2 separate regions of the Sus scrofa genome follow, and region 2 is linked to region 1. The links are chromatin contacts, called in public Hi-C maps. All regions are on one chromosome and are shown on one strand. Each heading gives the region's core, a stretch centred on a gene start, on an enhancer-like site or on the middle of the called end of the contact. The rest is flanking DNA. Distances are from core to core; before and after follow the strand shown. Region 1 overlaps UBE3C (ubiquitin-protein ligase E3C). Region 2 holds the start of UBE3C (ubiquitin-protein ligase E3C).

What was found. Hi-C and Micro-C count contacts between places; a contact is called where the count stands out from the background.
Region 2: a Hi-C map of liver shows a contact between it and region 1, with 1.7 times the contacts expected there. The contact joins the promoter of UBE3C here to the enhancer-like site in region 1. A contact is called at or near these places in 3 of 47 Hi-C or Micro-C datasets (epiblast stem cells and liver) and 2 of 2 datasets of contacts at active chromatin or transcription factors (alveolar macrophages and skeletal muscle).

Annotation. Positions count from the first base shown.
Region 1 is chr18:1,605,052-1,607,751 of Sscrofa11.1, reverse strand. The region is part of intron 10 of UBE3C (ubiquitin-protein ligase E3C); the gene reads left to right. Among named protein-coding and RNA genes, the nearest start is that of UBE3C, 48 kb to the left of the region's middle. Within about 2 kb of position 1,376, at least 2 of the 83 cell types and tissues checked have an H3K27ac peak or open chromatin away from gene starts, as enhancers often do. A contact at or near this core is called in liver, where this site is marked.
Region 2 is chr18:1,652,871-1,655,570 of Sscrofa11.1, reverse strand. It overlaps UBE3C (ubiquitin-protein ligase E3C), which reads left to right and starts at 1,297. Exons shown (of 22, transcript XM_021079034.1): 1 at 1,297-1,675. The coding sequence starts at 1,610.

The DNA.
Region 1 (2,700 bases), core at 127-2,626:
GTTTTCTGTAAGAACTGTAAGGGGAGCGACTATCAGGGCAGGCGTCAAAGGTCCAGAGTGCTGCCTTCTCCCGTTTTAATTGAAACCGCAGTAGATGGGTGAGTAGAGGTTGGAATCTGTTCATCTTCAAATTAATTGTCAGGGGAAAGGGAACTGTGTTTAAACTGATGATGGTTTTAGCGCTGGGCTGTTAGTTTTAACACAGCTGTGTGTCTAAGCTTTTCTTCTTCTTCTTTTTTTTTTTTTTTTTGTCTTTTTTGGAGCCACTCCCACGGCATATGGAAGTTCCCAGGCTAGGGGTCGAATCCTAGCTGAAACTGCTGGCCTACGTCACAGCCACAGCCCACAACATGGGATCCAAGGTGTCTGAAACCTATAGCACAGCCCATGGCAGCACCGGATCCTTAACCCACTGTGCAAGGCCAAGGATTGAACTTTTGTCTTCATGGATACTAGTTGGGTTGGTTAACTGCTGAGCTACAGCGGGAACTCCTAAAGCTTATCTTCTAATCTCAGTTCCTAGTTTGTGAAGAAAAAATGTTTTGACAGGTGCACTTAAACTGAAATACATCTTAAAATGTTTGTTATCATTAAGGAAATTTGGAGCTTATTTTTAATTTTGCGTTATCTCAGAGGTGCAATTTGTATATGTATTTAATTTTTTTATTGAAGTATAGTTGATTTACAGTGTGTTAATTTCTGCTGCACAACAGGACAGTTCCGTTTTTATGTATTTCTTTTAATATTGCTCTTGGCAGTGAAGTGACCCTTGGAGCAGGAAAGCACGTGGTCTCCCACCTGCGCTCGCTGGGGCAGGAGTGGGCGGTGCTGCGGGCGGCTGGCTTGTCGTATTTCTCCTGCGTGTGACGCCTTTCCGTTCAGAGGACATCTCTGGGAATACCTTGCTGCCGTGACCTTTAGTGCCTGCGGACGAGCTGCTGTGCGCTGTTGTGTTCTCTTTAATACCTTGGCCAGTCTGTGCAGACGCCTACCCCGGATTTATGCCCTTTACTGCTTAACTCAGAGGGTTGTCTCCTCTAAATAAAGCTTCCTGGATGATTTTAAATATATCCCCGATATATGCTAAAAAACACATCACGTCCTTACCTTTTAGCACTAAAGCCGCAAATAACCTTTGTTAAATGTATAAAAAGTTTTATTCATTTGCCTTATGATCGCATCATGATTGATTTAGGAGCTGTGGTTGTCTCAAAGTTAACTTTGGATGTGTGTAGCCCTGACAGTGGTGTTTCAGAAATGTGTGTACCCCTGCAGAAAGACGGCCGTTACAGTCTTGGGTGAAGAGTTGGGTTATGAGAGGAGGCGCAGTAGGGGAACCCACTTCTCCGGAGGTCTGTTGGCAGAGTACCTGGAGGCTGCATCCGGGGCATTGACTCTTGTTCCCGGGGGTGGGATGAAAGGTTGCTGTGATCTTTGGCCTTTTGTGTTGTTTAGAAAAAAGAGCAAACACACTTGCTTAAAATACGTACTTCAGATTTTTGAGGTGCTGAATTTTATGTTTAAGATGAATTTAAGTAAAAATCTTTGTAAAATGATACTTGATAGTACCTTATTTTAAAAAGAGCTTAATTTCTTAAGTTTCTTAGGAGAAATAAAGCAAGGACATACTACCTTCTAGAATTTCTATGTTGAGAGTTCATGTTTTTTATAGTTTTTTTGTTGTTCTTACTCTCTTTTCCATAGTTTATTTAATTGATCTCCTATGATTTATTGCATTACCATTTTTGAGTATTCTAGTAACTTTAAATTTCTCAGCCTCGTGCATTAGTGTGTTGTTGTTATCGTGTGGGTTTACGTGTGACCAGCAGAACTCACTTTTATAGAATCATCATCCTTTTCGGCTGGAAAAAGACCTTAGAGCTGATGTAGCACAGTCCCCTCTTTTTCCCATAGAAACAGGCTGCTTTTGGCCTGTGTGACATTTGAGGAGCGGTTGGGCTAAACGATCAAATGGATTTTTTCCTAACCCAGGAGTCACAATCCTGGGTAAATGTCACGTATTTTATGCTTTCACTGTTTTTAAATGATCATGCTCTTAATGCCATTTGGATATCTCAGAAGCACCACAGTGAAATAAGATTGAATTTTTAAAAACCGAAACTCCATAATCCCTGCTATATACTCCGAAAATCCTAATCCTGGAGCACGTATCTGATATTTTGATTGAATGCGGGAACGCAAACAGTTAAATTTGAGATGTTTCTATTGAAAAGTGACTTATTTATCTAAACCCTGTTCCTTTCTCTTCCACTGTGGGCATTAAATTTATATGCCCCTTGCAGAGTTCAATCTATTAGAACATTATGCGCAGGAGAATATTCGCAGAAACGACGGTAATGAACTGTATTGTGGAGACACACGGGGCGATGCTTTCACTTAGATCACCCATCACCCTTACTGGGAGGGGTCTGAGAGACCCCGGTGGCAGCCCTGACCTTGAGGAGGCAGAGGTGCTGGCCCTCAGGCGCCTTGGGGGCTGCGACTCGGGCTCCAGCAAACCTGACAACCTGGAGGTAGGACGAAGCCTCACAGGTCTCCCACTGCGGAAATCCGCTGATTCACAAAATGCGTGCAATCAGTCCCGGCCCCTCTGGGGCTGGATCTCGTCGCACTGCCCAGGGCGGGCTTAGGCCCAAAGCCGTGGACACAGCGACGTCCAGCAAAGCTCCTAGTTGTAGG
Region 2 (2,700 bases), core at 48-2,547, 48 kb before region 1:
CCGCCGGCCTACGCCACAGCCATAGCAACGCTGGATCCCAGCTGCCTCTTCGACCCACACTGCAGCTCCAAGCAATGCCAGATCATTTAACTCACTAAGTGAGGCCAGGGATCAAACCCGCATCTTTATGGATACTACTTCTTAATCCACTGAGCCACAATGGGAACTCCCACAACCAGTATTTTTTTTTTTTTAAGGCAACTGATTAAAAAATAGCACATCCTGGAGTTCCCGTTGTGCTTCAGCAGTAATGAACCTGAATAGTGTCCATGAGGATGTGGGTGCGATCCCTGGCCTCGCTCAGTTGGTTAAGGATCTAGCGTTGCGGTGTGGTATAGGTCACAGACTCGGCTGGGATCCTGCATGACTATGGCACAGGCCAGCGGCTGCAGCTCCAATTAAACTCCTAGACTGGGAACTCCCATAGGTAGCACATGTCGTTCTAAAAAGCAAACAAACAAACAAAATAAATAACAAATAGTTCATTTGACACAGTAATGAAAAATAAGCTTTTTTTTTTTTTTTTTTTTTTGTCTTTTTAGGGCCTCACCTGCGTCATATGGAGGTTCCCAGGCTAGAGGATGAATCGGCACTGTAGCTGCCAACCTGTGCCACAGCTTACAGCAATGCCTGGACCCTTTAACCCACTGAGCAGGGCCAGGGATTCACCCCGTGTCCTCATGGATACTAGTCGGGTTGGTTACCACTGAGCCACATGGGGGACCTCCGAAAAGTAAGCTTTTGGTTTCAGTTGTGTGTATATGAAATATATGTACATATATATTGATGTATAAGTGTATGCATGTGCTATATATGTATGTGAATTTGATATTTGTGTGCATGTGATTTTATGTGTATGTGTACATGATATACTTTTATGCATGTGTACATATGCATATCTGTATATGTGTGTGTATATGCATGTATGAAGCTCACACATAACTAGGTCGCAATGTTAAATGCATGCACTCTCTACAGGGCATTAAGTAATCACCCTGATCTTTTTCCTCCCGGATGGGTCAAGTTCGGTATCTTATCGGAAGCTACGAGTCCGCTTCCCAGAAAAGGGCACAAACCAGACCGACTTCAGGGTGCACCCGCCGTCGGAGCGCCGCGCGCGCCCCCGCGGTCGCGCCCCCGTCCCCAGGGTACCTGCGCCTCACGAACGCGCCCGGCCCCGCCCCTCCTTCCCACGCTCCGACGCAGGTCGGCGCGGGCGCGCGCACGCGGGAGGTGCGCGGGGAGAAGCGCCGTGGCGTCGGGCGCGCGCACGCCGGCGGGGCGGCGCACGGCAGCGGCGGCGGCGGCCATCTTTCCTCCCGCGGCCGTTCCTGGTGCAAGTGCGGGGTCCGCGGCCCTCCCAGCGCTCGGGCTCGGCCGGAGCAGCGGCCAGGCGTGGATGACGGGGAGGTGGGCGAGGCCGCCCCGCAGCGTCGCTCCTCCCCCCGCCCGAGGTCAGGCCGGGCGGACAGCGCGCCCGGGTGGCTCGGGGTCGCTCCCCGGCGCGGCCTCGTCCCCGCCGCTCCCCTCCCGCCGGGACCCCCCGGGCCCGCCCCGCCCGCCCGGGCTCAGAGGGTCGGGCTCCTCCCAGATGGGATAGGCTGTAAAGATGTTTAGTTTTGAAGGGGATTTCAAAACGAGGCCCAAGGTGTCTCTCGGAGGCGCGAGCAGGAAGGTAAGAGCGGCCTGCGTGCGGCGGCGTCTCGGGGCCTGGGCGGGGCCGGCCGCGCGGACCCCGGGCGGGGCATCTGTCCCCGCGGCAGGGACGGCTCTGGGTCACCTGCCCCGACGGCGTACAGCGGGTCTGGGAGGAAGGCTGCAGGGGACTCGGGCTTTGTGGACCGGAATCGCCCAGAAGGCCAGGGATGCTGCGGGTGGACGGGCTTTTTTCTATTTGGATGGTGAGACGCACAGGACACAGTGTTTCTTTCCAGAGAGGCGCTTTAGATGCTTTATCACCCTTGACACTGCGTAGTGACTGCATTTAGAACGCTCCCTGGGGTATTTCCTGTTGTAGAAAGTAAGCACACTGTATTTGTTCGTGACAGCCGTCTGAAATTGAGGCAGAACTCCTCATTGGCCGCGTGTTTGAATCCGGGGCTACGGAGATGACCCTTTACCAGCCTCCTGGAAACATTTCTGGAGAGTCTCTAGGACTTTTTTTCTGTTACAGTGGCTCGTGTAATTCTCCTTAGGATAGCAGTTTGGAATAACGGTGGACAAAGTAGTCACTCTGCTGTCCTCTCTACTGACTGGCGTCTGTCGATCCGGTGGAATTGCTAGTAACTCCCTCAGCCTCGATATTGCTTCATCTGCTTGTTTTCCACCCCTTCTCCACTGGCTCCCTTTCCTGCCCGTTTTAGTTTTATCAGACTAACAGTCACACATGGTTCCCTGTGCTTAGCGATTGAAGAGTTTTAAGCGAGTACAGGGGGCTGGTTGTTGAGTACATCCTTTTCTAAAAAATGTCCTTTAAATGCTTTACGTGGCCTTTCTTCTGTATTCGTATGTTCTGGGTGGTACACTTCATGACGGGGGGACCCTAAGAGGATGCTCAAGTCCATGTTAGACTATGTTTTAAATTGTGTGTGATGGTTTCTGAGGGTAGGGGAGTTGGGAGAAAAGTGTGCTGACCGTTTTCAAGCGTTGGGTTTTTGCCTGGTGGTGATGGGTGGGAGGTGGTTGGCTGCAGAACAAGGT